Regions from separate parts of the Anser cygnoides genome. Here region 1 is linked to region 2. Evidence: chromatin contacts called from public Hi-C data. All regions are on one chromosome and are shown on one strand. Each heading gives the region's core, a stretch centred on a gene start, on an enhancer-like site or on the middle of the called end of the contact. The rest is flanking DNA. Distances are from core to core; before and after follow the strand shown. Region 1 overlaps SPO11 (SPO11 initiator of meiotic double strand breaks). Region 2 has its middle 22 kb from the start of PCK1.

Region 1 (7,201 bases), core at 2,806-5,305, 300 kb after region 2:
GGCACAAGAAAAACAAAGTAAGAATAACAATAGCTATCGTAAACTTAAGAAAAATCAGAAAACAACAGTTTCAGAACTACTAGTAACTCCAGGCTTGTTTCAATATAGTTATGCTGTGTCTTACAGAATCTGGGAGGGGGGAGCTGTTGGAAGAAATACCAGCAGAGGACTAAAAACACCTAGAAAAAATATAAATTTGTCATTGGGAGCTACTCTTCAACTTCAAAGCGTCTTCAGTCTCTTAAAAGGATTTACATTTGAGCTGAAGGGAATTTAGGTAATGGGCAGCTCTGAGAGATGTAGCCTCTAGCACAGTTTTCACATATCACACAGCTAAAGAAACAATTCCTATTGAGTTTCACACGATGATTTATTATTTCTGCAATATTCAAGCTTCTCTTTGCCTCTTTAAGATTCACTGCACACTTTGTGAAACTATCTAGAAAATTATGTAATTGCCAAACAGTCCCCCCGGTCCTGCCTGGAAATCACACTTCGCCTGTAGCCTCTTCCAAATCAAAACACAAATGAAGTAACTCCCAGTTTCTCATGGAGTTGCATCAATCCTTTTGGTGCCTTTTTCCAAGCACAGGAGCACAGACACGGAACATGTAGGAACTGGAGTAACACAGAGATCTTAGGAAAAAGTCTATGGTCCAAGGAAGGAAGGAAACTACTGAAGTAAAGGATTTTTTCTTAGGCTGAAATTCAGGCTTTTTCCTAAATGGGAAACCTGAATTGGAGCCCAGACTTCTAACAGCTAAACTACATTTTTACAACAGCTAAACTACTCGACATTAAGCACAGATATTAGAGGGGATCTCAGAGCAAAATCCAGAGTCAAACTTATCCATACATTGGAGAAAACCTGTATCAGACTGCGGCTCCCCAAACCTTGCAGCTAGATTCCTCATCTTGGTTTGCAGCACACAAATTTTTAACCAGAATTCAGCTCCCCATAAGTACCACAAAACCAAGAGGTACAACTTACCAAAAGCAAGAATCTGCTTTTAAATGCATCAGTATAATGATATTTTACTTTTGGATAGAGAATGTTTACCCAAACAGGGAAGGAGGGCCCCAGTTTCATTTTAGGCCAGTGGCTGGATGCTGACCTGATGTAAATTCGGGGTTTTCTGTACTTCAAAGACTCTACTCCAAATTTACAACCCTGAATATAGAATTGGAAGTGATGTGATTTGTGGCTAATCATTCCACCTTTAAGTGCTTTTGTGCAATAACGTCGTTCTTCTGCCTCACAGAGTTTAGGTATCCGATAAAAGGTGCTATAAAAAGGCATTTTAGAAGATTTACTGCTGTGATACAAAATTTTCTGCCAACTCTCCTTTCTCAGCTGAGAGAACTTTTCTTTCAATCTAAGCAAAAGATCACCCCGAGAGAAGTCTCTTTCCTTCAAAATGTTTGCTGTCATACAGTCTTCCGATCGAGGCTAACTCCAGAGCTTTTTGGAGGTTCTGGGGAGAGGCAGAAACATACTTCCCAAGGAATTCAGAATTTGATGGATTGAGAATAACAGAACCAAACTGCAGCAGTTCTCAGCCTCCTGCTTTCTCCTGAAGGAATACCAAAAGGCAGCTTTTTCCCAGATACTGTTTTCACTAGCCCCCAAAAAGTTTTGTGTGAGGCACTTGGAAAAAAGTGAGCTTTAATGTTATTTAAATGCTTAAATGTTGTTTGAATAGCGTGGATTAATTCTTGTGGTTTAATACCAGATTAAAAATAAATGTGCTCTTTGTGGTGTTCCTTGTGTGTGACAAAGACTAGTTTGAGTCTTTCTTGAGCCTTTTGTCTCTTGCTGCTTGTAGATAGCACTTAGGAAAACACATTCCCAGTGGCCCCATAGACTAAAATATCCTTTTGAAACTGAGGATTCCCTCCTCCTTTTTACCCTGGGGCAAATCTAAGTGATAATGTGAAATACCTGCACAGAAACTGGCATCTTTGCTCTCACTAAACTGTGTGTTGCACCTGAGGGCAAAACAGAGGTGTGTGCGTAATGCAGAGCACTTTGGCATGGATCTGAGGTTTCAGACTCTCGCATCATGTGATGATAGCTATTGATTCATGCAAGGGGGAAATTAACTCCCTAAACTCCAGGATGTCGTCTCCCCGAGCACCCCGACACTAATCCCGGCTTTAGGATCAGAGGCAGACGGAGGGGGCAGCTTTTAAAGGGCTGGCTGAGAGAGCTAGCAGAGCACCCCTCCCGGCCGCTGGGAAGTGGGAGAGAGCCTCTTCTGCACGCCACTGCGGACAGAGCCTGCCCCTCGGCTGGGGAGAGCCCAAGGCAGAGCTGCATTTGCAGCTTTTAGGTGGGCTCTGTGTGTGTTGGGGTGCAAGGAGGCTCAGCGCTCCCCAGCGGTCAGAGACCAAGGAACGTCTCACCTTTGGGTGGCTTTGCTGTGGTGGCAAAACCGCTGGTGTGGACTTGGTTGGTCTGAGATAAAGGTGTTTGGGGGTTTCTTCCCAAGCCTGTGACCCTGCTGAGGCAAGAGCAGGGAGACAGCCTGCACGGGCTGGGCGCTCCTGCCAGCCCTCCCGCCCCTCACCGCACCTCCTGGCCCAGCTCTGAAAAAAATATCAGTATGGGCCTAAAATTAAGGAAGGGTAATAACGAGAATTGCAGGCAAAACCTACCCTCTAAAGCAGTGCTTCTGCTTCTGTTCCGTTAATGCAACTCTGGAAGCACCTGATGGAGATCATCTTGGGAGCTACGTAAGCCTACTGCAATACGAGATAGGCTTCTGCCAGCTCTTAACACCCATTCATTTCAACTGCCAAAATGTGCCCCACTGGCTACGCTGAGATTGGAGCCAGGTGTTAATTCAGAGCTGGGGCTGAGTGTGTCACAGGCTGCTTAATCCCATTAGCCTATCCCATAGGGATGGCCTAACCATTTCCAAAATATCAGCCTTCTCAGCAAACAAGCTCATTTTTTGCATCACCTTGTCTGCCCCTGCGTTTTCAGAAATGCCCACCCAAAGTCAGAGCAGCTGCAGTAAAATGGGGGACAGGGACAGCAGGCACTGACCTGAGGAAGAACTGCACTGCCAGGGCATCCTTTTGCACAGAAATCACCCCCTTCTGGGGCGACACTGATTTGCTAGGATTCCCAAGATCTTCCAGCAGTCATCTGAACACAATCTGAATGAGAAAGACTTTTTCAAGAAAGAATTAAATGTCTGTGCAAGATAAGATCTCAATCCACAGCTCACTGAAGTCAGTTTAGGTCTGTTGACTTCAATGGGCCCTGAATCACCACCTCCTGAAAAGAGCTCTGAAGCTAGGGATCCCAGGAAAATACCAAACCCAACAGGAGGAGCAGGGGATTTCAGAAGCAGCTGGCTTCCTTGGGACATTTCTCCGTTTTCCCCACTGGCCTAGTACAAAGAAACATAAGAACAGCCCCACATCATGGCAAGTGGAAGGCAGGCTTGATTTCACACCCCAGCGAAGGGGCCGAGAGCGCTGTGAGTGAAATGTTGGCTGGAGAGGGAAGCCCAGCCAGGCTGACGGAGCAGAAAGTCGGGACTTGAAGCCAGATTTAACTTCAATCTGTTCCATGTTCTGCTTGCTTTTGCTCCCTTTGTTTCCTTCTTATCACTGGCTCCAGAGAGCAATTTGGAGCAGAATTTCTTTCCCTTGATTTCACCCAGAGGACTTGGGCAAAGTAGATGCCCGTCTGGGTGTCTATGCTGAAACTTGGGGGTGTGAATATTGCCCACAATGATGTAGCATTTTCTGGGAACAAAATGCAAAGAGACATTTCCCTTTCTTTTGCAAATTAGGGCTGCTTCAAAAGCTGCTTAGACTCTGGAGTCCTCATAACCCAAGTCAACTGGTCTTTTCTTTCTTTTCTTTAAGCAAGAAGTGATAATTACGACAATATGCAGTATTGTGTCTCTGGGACTTTCATATCCAACTTTAGTGTTTCTAATGTAGCTTCAGTTTCATTCTTTCCCCCCACCCACCCAAGAGGCAAAGGCAGAGATAATTTAGAAATCTTTAGGACTGTTTACATTTTGAATGTTCATGGGGAAACTGCTTTGAAATGAAAATACATTTTAACAAGAATGTTATTGTTTAGTTCTGTTCTGCTAAACATGACTTAAATACACTCAGAGCTTGTGTCTTTATTTATGGATTTGATTGGCAATTTAGGAAACTGCCATTGGTTATTTGAAGAGTGTGTTTATTTAGTGTTACAATTTTGGGTCAGTTCCCCTCAAAGGAAACTTCAAACATATACAATGGCAAACTTGACAAATCATGTCAACACTTGGAATTGGACACTGCTTTCCATTAACTCTTAGGTAAACTAAATCTATCTGCCAGGGACATTTTTTGTTAAGTGGTTATCAGCAGTCGTGCTTTGCCAAGAGATCTTGATTGCTAACCGTTATGTCGTTTTCAGTTTTTAAAAAACATCAAATTAAGTTAGAAGAAAGGTAGAAGAAACGCACAAATGTGGAGGACAGAAGAGGCAAGGTCAGCTCTGTAAAGGTATTTAAGCACCGAAGTCCAATGCAGTGAGAGCAGGGAGGGTAACTCTCACCCGGATTCAGGGTCAGAGGATTAAAGGCCAGTTTCACAGGTAACCGTGCACCTAGTTTGTTGTAATCAGCCAGAATCTGGCGTACACACCGCTTACATACCTCGGCAAAATTTGCTGGCTGACTATTTAGCTTTCAAAATCTGGCCTTAACTGATCTGCCTGGCCTCACCCCGCTGTTGCATCACCACCGACTCCGCTGCTTTGCTGGAAAAGCAAATGACAGCTGCGCTTTGTAGCCAGAGCGTGCTTTGTGCTCACAGAAAGCTGCTGAATACTTCTCTGGGAGCAGAGATAAGGAAACACCTAATTTCTGAATTCTTAACGTGGGTTTGATAGCCGTGGTGTGAAAAAGATGCTGAGCCCCATGCCAGCCATTTTGCATGCCCCAGGCAGGGTACTCAGGTACCAGGCAACTGGGGAGCTTTCAGGGCTAAGCCGCAGCTGAAATGGAAGTACAATTTGGGTTGTACACACCTCTATACAGCCCGTGATGTCTAGCAAGCCACTCGACTGACATTTGCTTGAGGCCACGCTGGGAGGCTGCCCGCACTGCCCTGACCACAGCTCCAGTGAGTGGAGCAGAGCTCAAAGCCCACCGGCAGGTACCAGCGCTGAACACTTCCTAGGTTTGGATCCCAGCTCTTGCATCAGCAGGAAAAGGCTGGCGGGCGAGTGTCTCAAAATTGATAGGAAGCATCTAAGTTTACTGAGTCAAAGGGAGTTGTTCCATTAATATAAATGGGCTCTGAACCAAGCCTTAAGTGATCTGACAGAAGAGCACTGATCTTCAAAGGGACATGCTTACTGAACTCAAAAGCTACAAACAAAGCATTATATTATACAATTTATTTGACAATCACAATTCCTCTTCCCCCACACTTAACCTTGGGAGGACTTCTGAGAGCTTTGGACGTTTTGTTGGAGACCTTACTAATCCGAGTGTCCGACTTCTGGGTCACACCAACTCAAAGTTAATCCCAATTTATCTGGGAATCTCAGCTGGAGGTTTCCCAAGAGTGTCCCTGAGATCTCTGAGGTTTTCAAGCTCCATCTGACTCAGACAACCTTTTAAACTGCTTTTTACAGCATTTAGGTACTTTCCACATCTGGCCCTGAAGCTGGAAATGTGTGAGGCTCAGACCCAGTAAAATATAAACTAAACTTTTATGAACCCCATAAACAAAGAATAAAATAAAACATAAAATCTGTTGGTTTGCAGATTGGCCTGATTCTTTTATTTATTCATTCATTCATTCACTCATTCATTCACTGCCCTTGCATTAAAATAACAAAACTGATTTTGAGTTCAGTAACTTCCTGAGAAATATGCCACTTGTTTGGTTTTGAACCCGCAGTCTAATTCTTAATATACAGAGCACACCATTGCAGACGTAATCAACATTGCTTAGTTAAGCCACATTCCTGTATTTTTCAAAAAGCTGTTTTTTCTCTTTGGGAGAATTCCTGTAAATGATTAGAATGATAACATGGACAGATTAGCTGTTGAAACTCAGTACCATGGAGAAAACAATGCATTTTTAGGTTTTCATAGTGGTCTTTAGACAACAAATATCTATTATATTCATAAATAGTACATACATACTACAACAAGCTGTACATGTGGCTTCCACTTCAGCTCAGGTGTTGCTAAATATATATGACCTACTGTCCATATGTAAATATTTTAAGCCTTTCCACTATAATGAGGAAGCCCTTGAAAGTGCAGCGGACAGTGTACTTCTTCCCCCTGCCATCCAGCTCTGCCAGAACAGCTGCTGTCTCCATACGTGCTGGGTTTCACACAGCTCTGCCCATACCCACTGGCTCCAGAAGATGCTCAGCCTCAGATCTCCCAGTGTTGCCAGCTGCTAAGAACCAATACAAGGAGGCAAAGCTCCCAAATTTCCAAATCTGCTGTTGGCCACTGTGCTATGACTTCAATGGGTTTGGGATCAGACCCCCCAGGAGTTCCCCTTTCTTTTTTTACTTTACATCCCTCAGTTTACCGTTTACCTTTCCAAGTCTGACCTTTACATGCAGACATTCTCCTGATATGCAGTTTTCATTCATTCCTGTTTGCTTTTGCACAGAAACCCACTCTACCTCTCTTTGGTAAGTAGTTTTCCCTCTCTGTCTGTACAGAAAACTACAAGGCAAAGGCTCTGCACTTCCCAAACTTTCTTCCCACAGACCTGTGAAAAAGGCAAACAGCAGCTTGCCATTCCTTCTCATTACAAGGACACAAATTCACAGCGGATTTGAGGGAACCAGGGAGCTTGGTGTCCTGGTAAACGTCCCCTGCTGCCTTTTGGAGTTTGGCTGTACGTCTCCAGCACTTTCTAAGGGCGAAATATAATTTAAGTATCTAGCGCTTATCACAAGGATGTAAGAGACCTCTTACGCAAATTTTAAAAGCTCCCAAAAGGCGTTGCCTGAAGTCCTAAGAGAAGCTGATGAAGTGCAGTGACAGCAGAGGCTGGCCCCTTATAGTGTGGAGGATTTCAGCGAGGAACAGCCTCGCACTAGGAATCACCTGCTCTGTCTCTGGGATCACAGCTCGGAGTGCCCCAACAGAGAAAGAAGTCCTGCGAGTGCAGGCTGAGCTGCGTGTTGTGCAGTTTTGTA
Region 2 (7,560 bases), core at 3,637-6,136:
GACCCTGCCAAGACAGAGGAAGGGAATGAGCTCTTGGTGCATAACACAAGGATACCAGCTCTGCCGCTTGATCATGATGCCCCGGGGTGCTGGAGGAACCCTGGGCCACCCCAGGTGCTGGCAGGAGGCACGGTGTTGGGCACACGCTGCCACAGCACCTCCTCAGACCAGATCCAGAAGGGAAAGAAGCGAGGATTTCCCAGGCTTTGGTGCTTCTGGTCAAACCAGCAATTCCCTGGCAGGCCTCTGATCCCACCTGCAGCTTTACAGAGCCGTTTGGAAAGAAATGTGTGTGTCTGGCAGGGGTCGGGAAGGGAAAAGTGGAGGTACCTGCTTTTATGGGCTTTGGAAGCTTGTACAAATTTTGGAGGACTTCTGGGGGGAGGTTTGAGGCCGTCCTGGCTGATCCCCTGGTTTTGGGGCAGTCACAGGGATCAGGGGCTGCCCAGGGCTGGGAGCTGCCTCCCCATCCCGGCTCACCAGGGGCTTCCTGCAGCTGCCCCTTTTGCCCGATGTGCTGTTTTACTTGCCCTGGGTGTCCCCACGAGCCAGCACCAACAAGGCCGGTTCCCAGAGGCTGTGCTGCCAGCGCCAGCCCCGCGCCTGGCAGAGAGCCTGAGCGCCCTGCTTCTGCCCTGAGTCACGCCTGTGGCACCAGCCCCTCTCCCACTGGGCTAAAGAGCAAGAAAAAGCAAGAATGTTTCATCTTTGAGACTTCATGATTAAAAACGGTTATCAGGGGGTGACTCAGGGGACAGCAATTCTGCCCATCCTCACCTGGCTCCTAACAGAGCAAGGAAATGCCAGCGGCAAATTCCAGAGGCTTTATGCATCACCCGGGTGGCCACCCTCACCGGGACCCACACCCGAAACCTTCACCCAGAGGCAGCTGTCAGATGCTGCTGAGAGTGGGGCTGCTCCTGGAGCAGGATCTGGAGCAGGAGAACGTTCCTGGCCCTGGCTGCGGTGGAAGAAGGTTGCTGGAGGTGCTGGCTCCCTCCGTGTCCTCGCTGGTGGTGGTCACGCATCCAAAGTCTCAAGGGGAATCGAATATTTTGGAGTGGCAGAGGGAACTGCCTGCGTGAGAGGGAGCTTGAGACCTTGAAATTCCCCTCCTCGATCCTCCTGGGAATAAACGAGTATCAGAGTCACAGATGGGGGGCTCCTCTCTGGGGCTGGAGCCTGCAAATGTCCCCAGGGTCCTGTCCCCCTGGGGCAAAGCAGAGGCTCAGCTCTTACAGCCCGTGTGGAGCCGGGTAGCTGCCCTCAGATGTGCTGCCAGTGCCACCTGTGGTGTGGTTACGGCAAGCGCTAGGCCTGAGAGCCTGCACAGTGTGAGCAGTCGTCCTGTTCCTAACCACAGCCTGGAGGCAGCTCGGGTCTCCTCGCCCTTGGCAAGCACCAGCAGGCAGGTGGGGCTGGTGGGGCTGCGGGATTTCCATGGGTATAAAGGAAATTGCTCATCAAAGCAGCAAATGCTCCTGCTAAAGCCCCTGTTGATGTCATGGGGAGATGGTCAGGAGGCAACACGCTGCTGCTTCCTGCAGCATTTCTGGACACACAGTTTGCAGACATCCTATAGCAACGGCTGAAAATTAGCAGCTCTGCATGCAGTTAGCCTCAGACCGAGAAGGGGAAAGGGGAACCTCCTGCAGTTCACGGCTGTGTTCTGCTCATCCCACAAACGAGAAAGCCAAGTGGGAGAAGCAACTTCACGAACCTCTGCAGTGGGACAGGGACAGAGACCTGCCAGCTCCATCTCAGTGTGCCCACCAGCTCCAGCCAGCCCCGATGCTGGGAGTATCACAGCACCCGGAGCCATCCAGAGCCCCCTTCTGGTGCCAAAAGAGTGAAAAAAACCCCTGTGAGATGAAAGAGGCCCCGCCAGCCCCGCTGCCGTGCCTTCGACTTCTTGCAATAGCCAGCGGGAACTGCAATTAACGTCTGCTGCAATTTCTTCATTATCATAATGACAGTGCTCAGCAAAATATACGGGAGACATTGACGGTGACGCCCAGATGCTGGAACCATACGATGCCACATGGAAAATCATGGCAGGGTATAAAAACTAGGCTTTTATATGGTACAGCTGCCTCTGCATAATGCCCTTGTAATTTATCAGTGTACAGCATCTGGTTCTTTGCTGTCATTCTTCAACTTTCAGACAACCATAATCTCAAGTGTCTTAATAATAACACAGACCTGCCAGACAGGGGGAGGAGGAGGCTGGGGAGGGGGTGGCGAGCAGAACGGCTCCTTTTGTGCCGTTTATCCCAAATGAGAGGGGAAAAACAGAAAAAGGGGGAGTGTGGTGGGGACTGGGGGTGCTGCGGGGCAGGAAGGTGAGGGATGCTGGCGGAGGGGCTGGGGCAGGGCCTGCAGGATCCTGCCCGCGGGGGCATGATGCAGAAGCTGCTGCTTTGGCCTGGAAGAGAGCCAGGCATCGGCTCTTTCTGGGGCTAATTTTGCTTTGTAGGTCTAATGAAAACCACTCCGCCAAGCCTGTGGTTGGAGTGTGTGCACAGCGGTGGTGCAGGGCCCGGCCCCACAGAACTTGCTGGGCCCAGCCACCAGCCCAGGGGCTGTGTGGGCTGCAGGGCCAGCACCAGGCCCCCCAAAAAACGCTGCTAGGAGGGTAGGGCATCAGCCCTGGGGCTGCAAACACTGGGGTGGCTACAAAACCACCGCACCGCAACCCAGGCCTGGCTGTCCCTCCTCCATCACTGAGGGGCTGTTGTGGTTCCAGGAGTGTAAATCCACCCATGTCACCACCATTTTGTCATGCTTGCTGCGGGACAAGGACAGGGGACGTGAGACACTGCCAGGTGGGTCGCAGCACCCCGTGCACCTGTGGGACCCAGGCCGTGGGGCTGTGTGGCCACGGGCCGTGTCGGGCTGCCAGCTGCCACCACGAGGTGGCGAGCAAAGGAGCCCGTGGGCGGCCGGGCTGTCCTGTGGGAAGGGTGCTCGGCCTTTGGCCTGCAGCAGGGCGAGCTGGGGGCTTCGCTTTTTCCCTGAGCAGGGATGAGTGCGGGGTGGGGAGCACACACAGGGACACCTGTGGGAGGGCTCGGTGAGAAGCAGGATGTCCAAAATGAGCAGAGCAGGACTTGGAAGCACGGGGCAGTGCGTCCTGTGGCCGCTTAAGCCCCCCCCAACTGAATCCCAAGAGAAGGGCTGGCACTTTCCATCCCCATCTTCCATCTTCTTCCCCATTTTCTGCAGCTGGGCTGGGTGGGAGCAGGCTGGGGGAGCCTTGTTAGTGCTGATGAGCCATGCCTGGAGGGGGGAGGCTCCGTCAGAAGGAGCTGGGCTGGGGCTGCTGCTGTTGCTGAGGGCTTTTCCTGGGTGCCGTGGTTGTGCTACCACAGAAGGTAATTGGTGGGTGCTGGGGGTGGGCCCTGGTCATGGTGTCAGGAGGCTGGTGGCTGCAGGAGCCTGATGGTGATGGTTAGCTGCAGGCTGAAGTCTCGCCCAGCTGGTGTGGTCCTCTGAAGTTACCACATCTCTGGGCGCTGTGGTCCTGTGTGTGTGCAGAGGTCCCCTCTTTGCTGGGCTGGGTGGCTTCTCCTGGCACCCCGGGGCCAGTCTGGTCCCCTGCGGCAGAGGGTAGGGGCAGCTCCCCCCATCCCGGTTTGCAGAAGGCGCAGTGGAACTGCTGAGGCTCAGCCCAGCTGCCCAGGCCTCCCCACGAGCTGTCTTGCAGCAAACACCTGCAGAAGCACCTGCAGGAGCTGAACCTGTAACCACGTGCGAGGGGGAGCTGTAGGGGAAGCTGGGTGAGTCCGCAGGGGTGGCTCTGCCTCACCGTGGCCCTGCTCCTGCCTGGGTCAGGCTGCCGGTGTCTGTGCCTAGGTGTCTGAGCTGTGGAGCAGGGGACACTGCTCCATGGGGCTGAGGCCCTGCAGTCTCCACCAGGAGCCATGCCCATGGCCCTGCACATGCCTGGAAAGCTTTAAAGGGCTGCCCGGCTGTGACTTGCGGGCTCCCATGGTGCTGGCTGTGGGCAAGATGGAAAAGCTCATCCAGCAGTGCTGTCCTGGTGTCTTCCCCCCGCACAGAGGCGTGGGGATTTGCTGGAGAAATTTCCTGTGGAAACCAGCTCACACCTACACTGGAAAAGTTGTCTGCAGAAACAAAAAGGGCATTTTATTTAATAAGTGTACCCACTGGCTTTGTGTGTGAGCTGTCCAAATACCTCTCCAGTGCTGTGATTGGGGCACTTACATGACTGCTGTTTGCCAGCCAGGCTTGGTCCTGCTGCTGGCAGCTTGGCTGTGGGATCCCCAGGAGCACACCCAGCACCACAGCACCAGGGCTGAGTCCTGGCGGGTTTGTAGTGCACAGAAACTTATGGCTGCTTTGTCCTTTTGAGGCAGGAGGTGAGCAGAGAGACTGGAGTTATTTCGTGCTGCTCTTACCATTTATATATTAAGAGATAAGTAGCACATTATGTTAACAACCAAACAATATGTGATAAACTGGAACTAGCAGTCCTAGTGGAGCCAGAAAGCTTTATCTTGGTTGTTAGATGGACCACAGGGGTGTCCCTGGCTGGAATGAGCACCGACACTGCCAGCTTTACCTTGCCATCAGAGGTGAAGTTTGCTCAGGCTCACCCTGAGCCCCTTGGCAGGTATCCAGAGGGGAGGTCAGTCAAGGTTACCGGGGTTAAACATTGATGGCAGTAGAGGGCTCCAAGGCGTGAGCGAAGCACTGTCGCCTAGTGGTAGCATTAGCTGAACCACGGGAATCTGAGCCTTGGTGCTCAGAGCCTGTGCTGGGGCAGCTCAGCCTCCTGGGGGAGGTTTAGGCTAACACAGCACCAAGAGTGTGCCCGTGACCAGGACTGCAGCTGGGAGGGGTAATGGTCACGTAAGTCCTGTCAGCATGCTTGTGCATCCCTGGGGGGGCTCCTTGCACCATTAATGCCCAGCCTCCCTGCAGCGGTTACCTGAAACGCCGTCTCTGAGACGAGATGTACTTTTAACACAAACAAGCCATCCAGCAGCACAAACAAATCCTGCTCTCCTTCATGCAGCGTCGGCGCTAAGTGACCCAAGGCAGCCTGCCCTCTGGTCGTGCTGCTGCCTGTCCCGGCCGGCTGGGCACCCGGCCTCGTGTGAAGGGACTTTGTGCTGCTTGGTGCAGGATGGGGCCGTGCCGTGCCCACCCCATGGCTTTGGCTGGCAGGGATCAGTGCCAGAGGGAGCAGCCTGGCTCTCGAGGACTGATTTCCTTCACCACATGGGGCTGGTTTGGGCAGGGAAGGAGCTGCCAGATGGACAGCATGGTGTGGCGAGACACAGGTCTCCCTGCAGCCCTACTGCAGTCCCTGGGCTGCGCACCCTGAAGGCAGCACTGCCCCTGTGCCCACCGGCAGCAGCCCCCTGCCCTGGGGAAGGCTGTGGTGGGGTAGGGGCTATTTCCCAGTGCCCCGTAACTGTACAGGTGAGTACACACGTGCTTGGATTTCTTTGTTCCCAAGAACTGAAGCATGCTGGCAGCCTGGGCTGTCTGCCCCTGCCAGCCATGGCCGGAGCCACCCAGCATCTTCCCTTCCCTGGCCTGCCCGCTCCAAACCCAGACCAGGCAGGACAGAGAAGCACAGATCCCACCAGGAAAAATCAATGGTTTTTTTTCAGGGTGGGATCTGGAACCCACCAGCCTGGTAGGGCTGAGGGGCTCCAGCCTCCCCATGGCAGCCCTGCCAGCCCCCTCCTCACACGGCCAAGCCCCAGGGACCAGCATGATCCCTGTAATTTCTGCAAAACTGGCATCATCTGCCCTGGGAATTTGCCGAAAAAGGCTGAATACAAACAAAGCCGATACGTCCCTTGGTCAATTTAACAAAGTGGCGCGTGCGTTCCTCTCGGAAAATAAAATGTTTACTCTGGTGGATGTAGTGCTAGGTTAATACATTTGGGTGAAATGTTCTTGGACCAAAGTACAGCCGTACAACCGATGCAGGAGTCCGACAAGTCGCAAAGCAAACATGTTACGCCAGCGGGTGAGCTGGAGCCGCATTCCTCAGTGTTTGTGCCCAGCGTGGGCGACCCTGGGATGGAGGAGCTGGTGGGGGAGCTGCTAAGTGACCCCTCCTTTTAATTAAAACAAGTGTCTCATTAGGCTTTTTAAGGTTCAGCATTCATTAATATGCAGGTATAAATTCACTTACTTTAGAGCTGCCTCTTTCCTACACCTGCTGGTCATGTTTTTGTGGTCAGTCTCGTATTTTTCTCCCATTGCACTAATTTTCTTTGTGTTCATAGAGCTGCTGTGCGAGGGGGGCCTGGGGAAGGCTCTGCCTTGGTCTCTGAGCTGCTGCCAGCGCTGGTTTGGGTCAGCGCAGGACCTGGGGCTCTGCTCTCCTCCAGCCCTGCCGCTCCCTTCCCATCAGCTTCTACCCTTGAAGTAATTGGCGTCAGGCAGCCTGGTAGGCCTGGGGGTTGCCGGTGAAGATTATGATCCAAAGAAATACATATTTTTTGACTAAAAACAAACACAGAGTGCTGTTGAGTTCTCGCTGCTAGCCTGGGTCAGGCCTGAGGCCTGCTTAGTCCCTTCCTCGGGGCTGGAAAGCTGCAGATGTCCCACAGCCTGGAAACAAAACCTGCCCTGGGAGGAAATGCCTTCCTGCCGCCCCGCTGGGAAGCCTGACTTTTTCTGTCCCCCTTTTTTAAAGCATCTTTTTAAATGTGGCTTATCCACCATTTCAGCTGGAGTCAGGGTGGGGAACACTGCTGGAAAATTGGGCTTGGATTTGGGCGTTTCCTCTGTGAGACCTGGAGGGGTGGTGTTGTCTTATCTCTCCTCAGTCTCCATTGGCAACGCCTATGTATGAGCTGCCGAAATGGTTACTTCATCTTAGCCTTTTGTTTTGTTTCACCGGAAACCAATACTTTGGCCATGTCAAGGCTTGAATTCTTCTGTGGCATTTTTAAGCCAGGTTCGATGGCTTGCTCAGGTCCCAGAGGTAGAAAGCTGAGTAGAAATAAATACAAGGAAAGAATTGTTGGGATGTAAAAGAAATTGAGGGGGGAAAAAAAATGGTCACAGCAATTTGGCAGAAAACCTCCATCAGTTCTTGTAGTAGGGCTCATAGGACTGCATGAATCTCTGTTTAAAGACGAGGGAGATGGTTTGAGAGCCTCTGTAAAGGCACGGGGAGGTTGGGTGGGCTGTTGTCCCATCTTCTGGTGCCCCTGTGTCCCCTGCCCCCATGTTTTGTAAGCTAACAGCATTCCTACCCAGAGCCAGCCGGGGGGTGCCTCCTTCCCCAGGGCTGGAGAGCTCGGCTCGTGCCTGCAGATGCATCCTCCGGGCTCCTCACCCTTCGGGGAGGACTCTGGACATCTCTGTCTCCTCCCAGCTCTCTGCCTTGCCTGTTTTGCTGCTGGATCTCCGGACAAGCTGCTTTTCATGGAGACAGGGGGTTATTGTCCTGTTTGTGCCTGGAGGTGATGTTGTTGCAAACAACCAAGGCAGCATTTTCGCTGTAGCTGAGCAGCCTTTGCCCAAGTGTGTATTTGCATCAGCCTGGAGGAGAGTTTCACTTGC

Evidence for each region. A called contact is a pair of places that touch in the nucleus more often than the background predicts.
Region 1: a Hi-C map of liver shows a contact between it and region 2, with 2.6 times the contacts expected there. The contact joins two enhancer-like sites. A contact is called at or near these places in 2 of 7 Hi-C or Micro-C datasets (both in liver).

Annotation. Positions count from the first base shown.
Region 1 is chr16:6,251,151-6,258,351 of Taihu_goose_T2T_genome, forward strand. All of the region lies in intron 4 of SPO11 (SPO11 initiator of meiotic double strand breaks), which reads right to left. Among named protein-coding and RNA genes, the nearest start is that of BMP7, 130 kb to the left of the region's middle. Within about 2 kb of position 4,056, at least 2 of the 3 cell types and tissues checked have open chromatin away from gene starts, as enhancers often do. A contact at or near this core is called in liver, where this site is marked.
Region 2 is chr16:5,945,750-5,953,309 of Taihu_goose_T2T_genome, forward strand. No RefSeq gene overlaps it. Among named protein-coding and RNA genes, the nearest start is that of PCK1, 22 kb to the right of the region's middle. Within about 2 kb of position 4,887, at least 3 of the 3 cell types and tissues checked have open chromatin away from gene starts, as enhancers often do. A contact at or near this core is called in liver, where this site is marked.